2 separate regions of the Mus musculus genome follow, and region 1 is linked to region 2. A link is a contact called in public promoter capture Hi-C data. All regions are on one chromosome and are shown on one strand. Each heading gives the region's core, a stretch centred on a gene start, on an enhancer-like site or on the middle of the called end of the contact. The rest is flanking DNA. Distances are from core to core; before and after follow the strand shown.

What was found. Promoter capture Hi-C pulls out the DNA fragments that hold promoters and counts their contacts.
Region 1: a promoter capture Hi-C map of embryonic stem cells shows a contact between it and region 2, with 7 read pairs. The contact joins the enhancer-like site here to the promoter of Hdgfl3 in region 2. A contact is called at or near these places in 1 of 39 promoter capture datasets (embryonic stem cells), 1 of 484 Hi-C or Micro-C datasets (embryonic stem cells), 12 of 115 datasets of contacts at active chromatin or transcription factors (T-cell acute lymphoblastic leukemia, embryonic basal ganglia, embryonic forebrain and 7 more) and 1 of 9 other capture datasets (adipose tissue).

What each region holds. Positions count from the first base shown.
Region 1 is chr7:82,242,452-82,249,662 of GRCm38.p6, forward strand. The region is part of intron 1 of Sh3gl3 (SH3-domain GRB2-like 3); the gene reads left to right. Gm32903 (a long non-coding RNA gene) reads right to left here. Exons shown (of 7, transcript XR_003946814.1): 3 at 7,063-7,140; 4 at 3,281-3,366. Among named protein-coding and RNA genes, the nearest start is that of Gm32903, 9.9 kb to the right of the region's middle. Within about 2 kb of position 5,845, at least 25 of the 459 cell types and tissues checked have an H3K27ac peak or open chromatin away from gene starts, as enhancers often do. A contact at or near this core is called in embryonic stem cells, where this site is marked.
Region 2 is chr7:81,933,098-81,940,399 of GRCm38.p6, forward strand. Hdgfl3 (HDGF like 3) reads right to left here and starts at 1,362. Exons shown (of 6, transcript NM_013886.4): 1 at 842-1,362. The coding sequence starts at 925.

The DNA of each region.
Region 1 (7,211 bases), core at 4,595-7,094, 310 kb after region 2:
TCTCTTGGTGGTCCGCTGGGCTGGTTCCTTCAGTATCTTCCTAAGGAACAGTGACTTAAGCTTTGTCACTTATATTTTTAGTTCACCTAAAAATCCCAAACTGTCCTGAGGTTCTGGGCTTCAGGGAAGTGCAGAGGGAAGTGCAGAGACACGGCTCCCGTGTGTGTGTGTGTGTGTGTGTGTGTGTGTGTGTGTGTGTGTGTGTGTGTGTGTGTGTGTGAGAGAGAGAGAGAGAGAGAGAGAGAGAGAGAGAGAGAGAAAACGAGAACACAGTCTGAGATGTGGGAACCTGAACCTGATATTCCCTGACACCCAAGCATCTAGTTACCACTAGAAAACCACACAGAGCCATCGGGAGCAAAGTGTCAGGGGTCCACGGCCGGGACTGTTGGGGGCCTGAGGGCTCAGTATGGGGGCCGGGTCTAGTCTGGAAGGGCAGAGAGGCCTTCTATGGGAGTGTTAGGCAGCATCTCTGTAGGCAAAGGTCTTCTCCATGCTACCCCTTGGCGGTGGTAGATGAAAGAGACAGTCCTTAGTTCCAAACTGTTTACTGGTTGTTCATCAGGAAAATGGATGCGTACCCACTTCTCAGGGTGAACCAGAGATTAAATACCTTTTGCAGGAAGGAGGATGTCTGGAAAGGGAAGCTTATTGGCTAAACTCTCAGGGCCTCTAGGTACCTCATTAGCATGGAGAACTCTGTTTGGGGCTATATGACAGACAGGGGGAGTGTGGCACACACCTTTCCAGGCCAGGAGTCTGGCAGGGAGCTGGGAGCCGCCTACCATCTCAGGTGTGTACCTGAGTTTCCAGGGACTCAGACCCCCTCTACCTTACCAAGTTTCCTGGCAAGGTCTTCTATCCCACAAGCCTCCGTGCCTTAGTCAGCTGTTTTTTTCTGGAAAGTCCTAAGCAGCGGTTCTCAATCTGGGTTGTGACCTCTTTGGGGGAGTGTCAAATGACCCTTTCACAGGGGTCACCTAAGGTCATTGGAAAAGACAGATATTTACATCATGATTTATAACAATAGCAAGATTACAGTTATGAAGTAGCAACATAAACAGTTTTATGGCTGGGCTCACCACAGCCCGGGGAGGAACTGTATTAAGGGGGCACAGCACTAGGAAGGTTGAGAACCACTGAGCCTAAGCTTCCTTGTGGATACTTTTTTCTTTTACCTGGTTTCCTTCAGATTTCTGGGATTTCAGGTTGCCATTAGACTGGAGGGCTCTGCTGAGATAGATGTGTGGGTGGCTGGGGCAGGTTTTGTCTTTTGCCTAGGTGTGTTTTTTCTTGACCTTGGGTATGTGTGGTGACTGGATCAGTGGGAGCAGCAGGAAGCCACCAAGAAAGGCTTCACTCTGGGACTGCAGCACTTTCCTCTTGGGGGACAGCAGAGTTTTCTCCTGTTGGAATGTTTGGAGAAACCTGAAGCTTCTCTCTGATCCTGATCTTACTCTAGGCCCACTCATCACAAGGGGAGTCCACCCAGACATGAGTGCAGGCTGCAAGCTCCCACAAGCACTCCCAGAGGTCGGCTGCTTGATGGATCTGATGGTGTCTGTTGTTTGGTGTGAGACACTGGTCTGTACTTCCCGTACTCGAAGTGGGAACTGCTGTCGCCAGTTTGCACATCAGGAACTGAAGATGCAGAGCGCTTTGATAATTTCCCCAGACTCAGATCTCTGTTTGTCAGTGGAGCAGGGAGTAGAACCCAGATGCTGTAACTGCAGAATTTGCCTCTGGATGTAGTAGAGATGTGGTTAACAGAATGGGAGTGGGTAATCAGTCCCTTTGTCCTTCTTTCATTTATTGATCTGTTTGCATGTGCCTATACGTGTGTGTATGTGTGTGTGGTGGTGTGTGTGCATGTATGTGTGTTCACAGGAGTGCTCCGTGCATGTGCCATTGCTCAGTGCTGGACCTCGCCTTCCTCCTTGTTTGATACAGTGTCTCACTTGTTAATTGTTGTGTTCACAGCCTGGCGGGCCTGCACACTTCCAGTTATTCTCTTGTCTCTGCCTCCCATCTCCTGGTGGGGGGTGTGCGCGGTTAGACTCTTGCTCTACTGTTTTTGGCTTATACATGGTTGTGGGATCTGAACTCAGATTGTCAGGTTTGTACAGCGGGTGGTTTAAACACGGAGCTATCTCTTCAGCCCACATGTGATTTTTTTAAAATGATGCCCATATTGTGCTTTGGGGATCACTCCTGTTCTTTTGATGTTTACATAATTTAGGCTTGGAATTCCCCTGTATTTGCTTTGATCTAGGGAGCAGTTTTCTACCACTTCTATATTGGTGATAATTTTCTCCCCTCTCTGATCCCATCTGCTTTCCATCTTCTAGGAAGCTCACACCTTTCCTGGATTGCTGCTGGCACCTTTCCTGGTTTCCAGCCCTGTTATGGGTGTGTCCGCTGCCTCCACATATAAGACATTTATTTAAAGACACCTGGTGGAGCTGAGAAGGATGGAGGCTGTCCACCAGCTTGGCTGGTTTGTGTGGTGTTTACTTGCTATCTGCAGTTCCTTTACTCGTGGCAGGGTTGCTTCTTTTCTCTTGTCCTGCTGTGATGGTGACGAAGCCCAAAGCAGGCATCATGGCTCAGGGTACACAGCAGAGGCATTACAGCCCCTGAGATTTCTTTTTCTTAGAAAAGATGAAAGTCCTTATTGTGCTAGTATGAGTCTGCTGATCATAGATGACCCACTCTGGATTGTCAGGCAATGTCTCATGTCTACTGTTGAGATGGTAGGAAGATTCGGACCACCATTGCTTGTTTTATACAGGTCTAGACCAGTGATTCTCAACCTTTAATACAGTTGTGACCCTTTAATACAGTTGGGGTGACCCCCCCAACCATAAAATTATTTTGTTTCTACTTCATAAGTGTAATTTTGCTACTGTTATGAATCACAATATAAATAACTGATATGCAGGATATTTGCTATGCAACCCCTATAAGGGTTGCAACCCACAGGTTGAGAGCCATTGCTCTAGACAAATAAATCAGAAAGAATACATTGTATGTAAATGTTAAAACCATTGAGTGCTGAATTGCATCGAGAGATAGGCAGGCGTATTTACATGCCCACAGGGAGTGAGTGGCATCTATTAATATATATCCTGATATATTTGAATGAATGACATGTCCATGTAACCTGTTCACGGTATAGGTATTAAGGGTTAGGGATATGAAGCAGCTGGAGCCATGCAAGGAGGAAGACCCGATTTCAGCTCCCTGGCATCCACATAAAACTCAGCTTGGTGGCACATACCTATAACCTCAGTCCTGGGGAGGTGAAACAAGGAGGGTCCCTGGGGCTTGCCAGCAGAAACATCCAGATCCTGGGAGAGGCCTCGTCTAAGAAATAACGAGGAAAGTGATTGAAGAAGACCCTTGTCATTGGCCTGTGACTGCCACACGCATGTACATACAAAGATGTAAGTAATACCAGCACCAAGAAGGCTCCCTTAAGGCCATAGCAACATTTATTTCGACCACTACATTTTAGTATATTCTATTAAAGATTTTATGGCTTGATTGGTTTGCTTGCATTTGTGCATCTGTACCATATGCAAGCTCAGTACTCTGGAAGACTAGAGGTGGTGTTAGATCCCCTGGAACTAGAGGTAGAGGTGATAGTAAGCTACTATGCAGGGTCTGGAAATCAAACCCAGGCCCTCTGCAAGAGCAGCTAGTGCCTCAACCTCTGAGCCACCTCTCCAGCCCTGTAGATTTAGTGTATTCTACTTTTGACTTACGTGACTAGAATAACATAGCATGTTCTCCTTTATTTCTGGACTTTATGTCATTAGATTCACAGAGCATAAGAGTCACGGTCTTAGAGTTTAAGTTAACACCATGAGCCAAGCCTGCAGGAGGAAAGTGTTGCTTTACGTTTACAATTCCACAAGGCAGAAAGTAAAGCAGGGCAAGGAGGTGGGAGGCAGGGACTGGTGCAGAGACCATGGAGGAGTGCTGCTTACTGGCTTGCTCCTCATTTCTTGCGCTGACCTGCTTTCTTATGGCACCCAGGACCACCAGGCCAGCTGGGAGTTCACCTGCAATGGAATGGACCCTCCAATATCAATTATCAGTCAAGATAATGCCTTAGGGGCTTGTCTTCAGGCCAATACTATAGAGGCATTTTTTTTTTTAAGTGAGATTTTTTTTCTTCTCACATGAGCCTAGCTTATGTCAGGTTGACATAACAACTAGCTAGCAAACTTGACCACGTGTCAACAACACAGCAACATATCATTAAGTCATAGCCTCTTTTCTTGCTTATACTCCAAATCTTTTTATTAATATCAGTATCACAGCATGAAACATTTGGAAGCATGAAATTTCCACAGTTTCAACTCTTTTAAGGTCCAGTCTTTAAAAAAAAAATCCAAAGTCTCTTTCATTTCTCTAAAGTATCCAAAATCTTGGCAAAATGTCTGTCTCTTAACTGTGGGCTCCTATAAAACATAAGTTAAACACCATCTTACTCCATAAGGGAACAAGGTCACAGTCACAGTCAAGTCAAATCAACCCAAAACGTAACAGTGTTAGAAGTTCAGTGTTTGATGTCTGGGACCCACTCCGGGACTCTGGGGGGACCCAGTAGCTAGCTGTGCTCATCTGGCCTGCCCTTCAAAGCTCTGTCTCATAGATTCAGGGTGGAACCCTTCCATGGCTGCTGCTGTCCTATGCTATTAGCGTATCCAAAATGCTGGGGTCTCCTGCTGCAACTGAGGTTTCACCTTCACCAATGGCCTCTCTTCAAGGACTCCAGGATGCCACACAGTACCAGCCCTCAGATTTTTTTTTCCATAACCACTTCATATATTCAAAACTCGTACCACCTGGGTGGCTCCTGCACTACCAGGTCTGCCTGCCAGCATGAGATGCAGCCTCTCCCCTTTCTGGACTACAGTTTCTGGGCTGACCCTGATGTAGCACACACATCTCAGGGGATTTTAAATACTCATTGATGCTGGCCCCTTAATCAAAGCAGATTCTTCAGCTCCAGCTGACCATTATCAGTTGTCCCAGCAAAGCCAAAGTTTTACTCCAGTGGTTCTGGTCTCTGGTTAATCACAGCAGATTTTTCAGTTCCAGGTGACCAGACACCACAGATTTTTGAATTCAAAATATCGAATGGCCCTGATAGAGCCTTTAAGGGACCCTCAAACTTCTATGTGAACTGTCACAAGCCAAACCTCCAACATCTGCATCTCTCACCCTTCCTCTCTTCCTGCATCCCACCCAGAACATCACACAGGGCTCTGAGCACTTAACAGCTTTGTAGCCCAAAGTTCAAAGGCCACCACAGCCCACCTAAAAACACAAGGTCATGTCTGTTACTAAAAACACAAGGTCATGTCTGTTACGGTGATACCTCGTGACTTGGAACCAATTTCTGGCTTTTATTGCTGTGATAAAACACCGTGATCAAAATCAATTTGGGGAAGAGAGGGTTTATTTCAGCTTATAGTTGTAGATCACACTCCAACACTGAGGGGAGTCGGGAAGGAAATCAAACAAGGGAGGAATTCAAATGCAGATGATGCAGCCTTGGACTGGTGCGGTTACTGGCTTGCTCCCATGGCTTGCTAAGCCTGATTCCTTGTAGCATCCAGGACCACCAGCCTAGGGGTGGCATTGCCCATAGTGAGCCAGGCTTTCCCATACCAATTATCAAGTAAAACAAACTTCAGGCTTGCCTACGGGCCAATACTATGCAGGCGTTTTCTTGATTGATTCCCTCTTCCCACATGACCCTAGCTTGTGTCAAGTCGACATAAAAACCAGGCAGCACAATAAGCACTCTTGATTAGACTTTTGCCCGAGATGGTCTGCCGTTGCCCGAGGCACTGTGTCTTCTCGTTTCTATAGCATGTTGTGTTGCAGACATAGCAACTGTACTTTTGCTTGTTTACTGTTTCTGGTTTTTTGCTGTTTTGAACAATGCTGCTTGTATATGAATTTCAGTGTACTCTCGTAGGAATTTCTGCCTGGTGAATACCTAAGAGGGGAATTTCTGAATCATAGGGCGTAGTGATTTCTATATTCATCTTCAGTAGATGCTGCCAAACTGTTTCCCAAAACCATTCAGGCAGCGTGGACTCTAGAGTAGCACATGTGTATTCCAATTGCTCCATCAATCTTGGGAAACACTTGTACTAACATTCATGTTTTGAGATGATTTTAGTTATTCTGATAGCAGTATAGTATGGCATCACGGTCTGATTTGTATTTCCACGATAATAATAATGGTGAGATATTTTCATATGCTTATTCGGCCATTTGGATATTGTCTTAGTACCTGGGACGTTCCAACAAAAATACCAAACACTGGGCGATTTAAACAGACATCTGTTTCTCAGAGTTCTGTGGACTGTTCTGGCCAGGGTCTGCCTTGGTTCACAGATGGGCAGCTCCAGTGTGCTTCTGTAGATGGAGAGGAGAGGACTAACCTTGACCCATGCATCCCGCAAGACTTAGTAGGACACTTCTAGTATGTATGACACATTGGCCATCAGAGATTCAGTGTATGAATTTTGAGGAGACACACCCTCACTTTCCAGCCTCTTTACTATGGCATCTCATGGACAATCCTAAGCTCCAGTCTTTGTCTCTGGATGGCTGTGACAGCGGGAAAATCTCCACCCACATCCTTAGCCTTCATCCCTGACCCTGTGCTGTGTTCTGTAATTCTTGTCTCTGGACCAGTGAGGACTTACCTCAAGCACCAGGAGAAAACGGAACAGCCTGCCAGGGCCACTTCTTTATGCTTTTTGTTTTTTTTCCCCCCAGAAATTTGGCCTCTTAGAACCTGGTTTCCTTGGTTACAGTGTGCTCTGATTTTTCCCTTGCTGAGGGAGAGATGGCTGCTTATTCCAGACTGGAGCTTTCTGCTCCCGCGCTCCACCCTGAGTTACAAGACAGAAAATTGACCCGAATGAAGGAGTACCTGCACTGCTTCTCCACCCTCACTCCGAGAAGTTTCACCCGGTCTATTCCCGACCATCAGCCCCCACCTTGCTGGTGCCTCTCGCCCACACACACCCTTTGCTCATCTTCCCCTGTTGCTGCTGAATTGAATCTTGCTGTATTCTCTGAGCTGATGGAAGCAGCACGTGGCAGCTAAATGGCAGAAAGAAAAGACAGAGGAGCCTGTAGGGAGAGTGAACCCCTTTGGGGAGCCTGAGGCTTCT
Region 2 (7,302 bases), core at 112-2,611:
CGCACAGACGCGGTAGTGCTTCTTCCTCAGTAAGGATCGGAATAAAAATACTGAATGCTGTGTATTAAATGCAGATGCTTTCTAGAGAAAACCTAGCGACAGTCTTGCTGTTTAGGAAGAAGAGAGCTGTCGTGGGTTTGGTTCGAGGCCAAGAATAAGGTTCGGGAACCGACCTAAAACAAATATGGAGGTGAAAAGGCACAAGGAAGCTCCTTGAATTCACCAGCCAGTGACAGGCTATTTGGTGTCAGTTTCTAAGAACCAGGGCACCAGGGAGGCAATGGACAATGAGAGGGCAGGTGAGGCACAGGGGATCGCGCCCAGGAAACACTCAACAAGTCTGGAAGATGAAGGATGCTCTGAGATCGAAGATTGCTACCATGAGACTGCCGCTGGCCTCTGCACGACCATCCCCTTTCCCAGGACTGACCGTCACCGGCTCTCGCCGGCTGGGGGACAGCCTTTCGCTCTCCTACCTGCCTCGACGTTCGCCCGGATCAGGGCGTCTACTCAGGACCATGCTGGGAGCCAGCCGGCGCCTCCACCCCGGACCCGCTTCCCGGTCCCCGCCGGCTTCCATGAGGAAGGCGACGTCGGGCCTGTCCGGTCGAACCCGCCTTCGAACGTGGGCGTCAGGATGGCCGCCGAGCCGGCGAGGGCGCAGCCCGGAACCTTCGCCTCGGCCCGGAGCCCGGTGCGCAGCACAGCTCGCGGTTCAGCCCAGGCGGCGGCCAGGCGCGAGGCGGGCTCGAGCCGAGGTGATGGGGAAAGGGGGCGGGCGCGCCATCATGAAGGGAAAATGGTGGGCGGGCGGGCCCGCGCGCGCGGCCGCCGTACTCACCCGGGCGGGCCAGTGCGGGTAGCCCTTCATCTTGGCGAAGACCAGGTCTCCCGCTTTGTACTCGCGGGGCCGCGGACGCGCCATCCCGGTCGTTCTCCTGCTCGCCGGTCCTTGGCCGCCGCGAAGATGCTGGGAGGCCGCCCCTCCGCGGGACGACGGAACCGCGCCGCGCTCCCCGCGGGGCCTCGAGCCGAACGCTCGAGCGGCCGCTCCGACGAGGGAGAGCGGCGAGGCAGTGGCCGAGGCGAGCGGTGGGCGGGGGGCACCGCAGGCCCCGCAGATCCCCGCCCGGCTGCGGGGGATGGGAGCCCGCGTCCGGCCGCGCCGAGTCCCGACGCCGCCGCTACCGCCGCGCGCTGCTCACAGGAGCCGCGTCGCCAGCCTCATGCAGCCGCCGCCTCCCCGCCGAGCTTCTGGGTTCCGTGCGAGCTCCGGGCCTCGCGCCTCCTCCGAATTCCTCCTCGGGCAGCGACCGCAAACACGATCTTATTATTGTTCTCGCGCGCGCTCAGCATTCCCCCCCTCCACCCCTCGCCCGCCCCGCTTCCCTCCCCTCGCGCGCCGGCCGGTTAATTCCTAGGTGCACGGCCGGCTTTCTCGGAGAAACCGCGCGCGCCGCCTGGCTTGCTCCGCGGGCTGCTGGTGGGCGCGTCCTCCCGCAGCAGCGAAGCCGGTGCCCCGCGGGTGGGAGCGCCTACTCCAAAGACGCCCGCCGCCTGCTCTCTTTTGTTCTTGGCCGGGAGCTGCCTGGTGAAGCCCAGCCAATCACCACCCGGCCGCCCCTCTTTCCCCTCCTGCTCGCGCCCACCCCCTGCGGACTGCACCCCCTTTCTGACTGCCCCCTACCCGTGGGCCACTTCCTCGGGTGCTCTCTGGTGAGTTGGGGGAGAGGGGGGACAAAGGCTTCCCAGGCATGGGGGATAGCTGCGCAGGGGACTCGCTGCCTGGTCAGTAGGTACCTGGAAAGAACAAGGGCAAGGTTCTTGCCCCAGGTCTGCCTTAATGATGCAGTGTGACCCACCTAGGGCAAGCGACTTCACTGGAGTCAAGGCCAGTCCTCACCGACAGGATGGCACAGTCGGGCTTTGAACATGGATCTATATGGTTCAGTGCCCATAGCCTAAGTTATGCTTCTCTGTGTGGGGCCTTCATGGGCCAATAATTTTGGGGCAAAGGACTTACCCTGACAAGTCAAATCAGTTGTTTTCAATTCTGGTAACATACTGGAGAGCAGCTTCTAGAGATTTCTTTATACAGGTTAGTAAGTCTACGACAAACGTGTGCATTCACCATTGTTTTATTTGGATTTCAGCTGACTGCTTTCAAAAAGACATTTTGGGAGTGAGAATCTTTATAGCATTCTCCTTTGTGAGAGGTAAATAAAATAATTCACTCTTTTCTGCATCTGCTCGATGAATGGATGAATGCGCCCTGTGGAAGATCCCTGTGATCTTGCCTTCTTTAAAAGGTCCTCTGGTGCTGCACCTAGTTGGGAAGACAGCTCTCCTTTGTGAATTGCCCTCTTTGCCATTTCTCCCCTCTGTAGAAAGTGGGTTTTCCAAGCATCTGCCCCACTCACTTGTGCTTGAGAGCTGTGCTTACCGCAGCCTCTCCGTGATGGGTTTCCAGTGGCCGGCTGTAGAGTCTGGAGACATTCCGAGGAGCGTTTACTTTGTTCACAGTACTTGGCTGTTTCTTTTTTTGCATCTCTTAATTCTCCAGCACCCACCCCTCACCTTCCCTATAGGCTCACCTTGTCCTCTCTTGCGCTGCAAAATTAGTCTAGGTTTTTTCCCCCGGCTGTGATAGCCCGAGAACGAGCTTGTCACGTCTACAAGTCATATCACACACATCCTAGGTGCCATGTCAAAGCCGCATCTCTTGACAGGCCACCAGAGCCCTAACTGTCCAAAGCTGGAATGGCCGAGGCTGCCTGTGGGCTCTGGGCGGTCATGAGTAGGGGAGAGAATCAGTGTGGAAGCCATGCAAGGAAGTTAAGCTGGAAGTGATCATAATTGTGTTAAAGAGTACTCAGGTGGCCAGAAGAGAGGTTGATCTGAGGGTGCGGGGCTGGAGCGGGGTTTTCACTAAGAGAGAGAAGACGTGGTCTCAGCCATCTTGCTAACTCACAAGTGGCAAGTAGTAGGAAGAATGGTGACTAAAATATGGTTCCTTTGTTTCCAGATTAAGTAACGGGATCTTTAGCATCTGGAAAGGCCAGGCAGTCTGTGAAGAACAGGCAGGTTTGCAAGATAGGGCCTGGCCCTGAGTGAGTTTTTGATGTGTTGAGATTTCTGTAGGTCATATTTAGTGGGCTGTTGGTTAATGTAGAAATTTGAATGATGTCAGTATACGAGTGGCTATTGAAGCTCTGGCAGAGCCCGAGGTCTGTAGAATGAGAGAAGCGACAGACAGGTCACCAGAAGACACTTGGAGACAGGTCACCAGTGTAGTTCAACATAGAGGAGAACCGTCCTGGGAGCCAGAGAGTTAGAGCATCTCTAGATGAAAGGAAAGGTCTCAGTAGATGGCACAGAGAATGAGTGAGCTGTTAAGGAGACGGCCCATTCATTATGCTGACTGGGAAGTCCCTGGTGAGCTTGTTGGGAATGAAGAGTTGTGGAAAGAAACCAGAGCGGAGACTTGAGGTGCGTCAGAGGCACAACTGTGGAAGCAGGAAGTGCAGACGGCTCTCATTCTCACCAGCGGAGAGAAGTCCTCGAGGAGGCAGGGAGAGGGCTAAGGTTTAGTGTGGCTTCGTTATTTGTAGAAAGGGGAAAGAGCTAGCCAGACTGTCAGAGGGAGGCTAAAGGGGACCATTGACAGGACTTGGGTTATTCTGAGAAGGTGGACATTTCTCCCAACCTTCGTCTCTTGTTTCCAATTGAGCTTGGCCTTACTGCTCAGCGCATAGTATTGGCCCAACTCTTGTGCCCTAACCCAGCCAGACTTAGTAACACAGAAACAGGGAATCCCCATCTGTGTTGATTTGGATGATCATCAGGGCCACCGCACGCCTGGCTAAGAGCCTGTCTGTCTGTCTGCAGCCAGGTTGGATGCAGACCACTGTCCTGCTGAAGCTCTGACTGGTTTCTCCAAAGGACTGATGCTGTGGAAACTCCAGAACAATGCTCTATTCAACTATCTAGCAGATAATATGAAACCCTTTAGAGGTATCATTAGGACCATACAAAAAAACCTGATGTATTTATTTATTCTGTGTGGTCCCAGAAGTTGGTCTGTTTGTTACATTAGCACTTGAGAGGCAGAGGCAGGAGAGTCAAAACTTTAAAGCCAGCTCAGGTACAAAATGAGTGTGCATCCAATCTGGGTTATATGAGACCATATCTAAAAAAACAAAAACAAAAAATATTAATTTTATTTCTAAAACTTGGAGGGAAATCCATTTAAAAATGTAATACTATCTATATTCTTTGATTACTTTTAAATTTAGTATTCTTAAATCCCCTGGGCTAATAATTTCTCTGCCTCTGGCTCCATGATTTACTTTCGCAAATCTTTATTTCATTCATCTCCATCCATGTATTTGGAGCTGATCCTGCTTTTACCTTCTCCTTCATATCTTAAGCTAGCATCCAGTAAAGTTCCAGTAGTTCCTTCGCATCCTGCCCTTAAATTTGCCCATTCCAATCGCCAGAAATCTATTTCTTTGCCTGAAATTATGTGTGAAGTAGAATATATAGAGATAATTATATAAAATTATATAAATGTAATTATATATTACACATTTTATAATTATATAACATATATAATATTATGTGTCGCATATATAAATTGTATATATTACTATATATTTATGTATATATTTGTATATAAATATAATGACATATGTATATATAAATAAAATTTAGACAGTGCTGAGCACACAGTAACTGCTCTTTAATTGTTAACATGGACTGGAAAGGGAGTCTGGGAAAGCTGAGCCTAATCCAACACGCACAGTGCATCAGGCCATTTCCACTGATTTTGCTACTTGAAGCATCTCTTAAATGTCTGCCACTCATCCCCAGGTCTTATCCTCCTTCAGAAATAATTGGCTTGTCCACACTGACATCTTGAAAGTCATAGCAAACTGCCTGAGAGAACCCCCTCATCAAGTGTGAATTGGAAGCAGTGTTAAATGGACGGAAGGCCCTGAAAAGCCTACGTGGGCTAGGATGGGGAGAGGTTAGGGGCTGGCAGTATTAGCATCTGAGCATTGGAGTAGGGGTGGGTAACATAAGAAACCACACTGAGGCGACCAAGCAGATAAGCAGAGGATGCTCTCATAATAATCTAGGACATAGTAAAAGCCTCTGAAGACGCTGCATGGACTGCCCGAGATTGTTGCAGGTCTTGGAAACTCTGAGACACAGCTTAAAACCAAGGTCATTTCCACTCTTACTCCTTCACCGTCCTGTTCCAGACTGAAGAAGAAAGTGGATAAGTTTAATAAATTAGTTGCTACTTGGGAAGGAGAGATTCAGGATGTAGAATACATTAAACACTCAAAGACTCTGCAAAATTGCCTATCATTTTTGCTAGCATTGTTCTAATGTTAATATGCATGGTTATGAAGAAAGCATTGGATCAATATTAGCATCCATTCCTTCATCTTTTCAGTGAATAGTTGTTGAATGCTGGTGTGTACCAGTCATATTCTAGAGACCTAGGACCACAGAGAGCAAAGAGTGATGGTGCCAGATGCAAAGCCACGAAAGTAGTGGTACAGGAGTCTGCGGGCAGAGGCTGAGATTCTGGGTATCACAAGGGGATGTGGAGTGAAGGGTGTAGAGGAAATGATGTTTTGATCGTTCCAGGATCAGACATCCAGAGGCATAGTGCTTTCACTTTTATTCTCTTAGAGTCCCAACACCATGTCAAGAATTAGGAAAATTTTGATGCTGTGGAAAGGGCATATGGAGAGAGATGGTGGCCTAGTTAGCTTTCACTGTCAACTTGACACAGCCTAGCCAGTCACCTGAGAAAGGAGTCTGAATTGATGGACTGCAAGATCAGACTGGCCTGTGGGCATGTGTGTGTCTGTGGGGGGTTGTCTTGATTATGATGTGGTGGTGGGAAGCACATTATTGGTGGCAGCATTTCCGGGGCCGATGGCTCTGGGACATGTAAGAGAGCTATGTAAGCATGAGACTGCCATTAAGCCTGCAAGCAGCATTTCTCCATGGGCTCTGCTTCAAATTCTTGCTTGAGTTCTTGCCGTGACCTTAGTGATGGACAGTGACCTGAAAGTGTAAGCCCAAGAAATGTTGCTTTTAGTCATAGTGTTCTATCACAGCAGTAGAAAGGAAAGCAGAATAGATAGATGATGGGTAAGATACCGAAAAGACAAAGTGATAGAAAGTGAGGAGAAAGAAGCCTGAAGAAGCCATCTCTGTCTCCACATTTGAGTTGCCAGCCATGTGGGTAAAGCCATATTGGTTCCTTGTATAAACAGGAGTTAGCTTTTCAGTGGCTTTTTCAGCTGCCTTTGAGAGTCCTCTGTTATAGCAGCCTAAAAATACTTAGTAACAAACACATGGATTAAAAAGTATTTTGTATGCCAATCATGATGACAGCTTAATCTTATCATAAGATCATTGGGACACATAGGCAAGATGTGTCTACACAAAAAAGATGTGCAAAGCCTCATTATCTTCAGAGATACAGCACAAGACAAAGTGCTGATTTATCAGCAGAAATAAGTAGCAGCCTAAAATTCTAAATCAAGTTAGCTTTCAAATAAAGGAGAAATAAAGACTGTAGAAATAGAAATCCAGAGAACTCATCAACATCAAATTTATACTAAATGAAATACTAATGAGAGACAGTCAGGCAAAACCAAAGTGGTCCTAAATTGAAGCAGGAAGATGCAGAAGAAACAGACAATTGAGAGAACAAATATCGCAGTAAATCAAAATAAAAATGGAGTGCTTTGATTAGGCAGTGATTGCTTACTTGAGCTATATATGGTGAATTAAGAATTCATAAAAAGGTGGCAGTGGAGATGATTCAGAGGTTAAGAGAGCTAGCTGCTTTCAGAGAGAACCTGAGTTTGATTCCCAGCATTCACAGGACAGCTCACAACCATCTGCCACTTCAGTACCAGGGGATCTGACACCCTCTTCTGGCCTCTATGGGTACCAGGAAAACATGTGGACACAGACATATCCAGACAACACCCCCATGCATATGAATCAACTTAGCTATAAATATTTTTGAAGAATTCCTAAGGAGGACTGAGAGGATGCCTCAGTGAATAATGGGCTTGTTGAACAAGCATGTGGAACAGAGTTTGGATCCCTAGACCCATGGAAAGGCTGGGTACATTTGGTGTCTTGTCTGTAGTTACAATGCCTCTAAGGTATGTTTGCAGGGTAGCGATGGATCCCCTGAGAGACCCATCCTTGATGAATGTTGCAGTGGAAGCAAGGAATACTCTCACCATCAGCCTTGGGCAA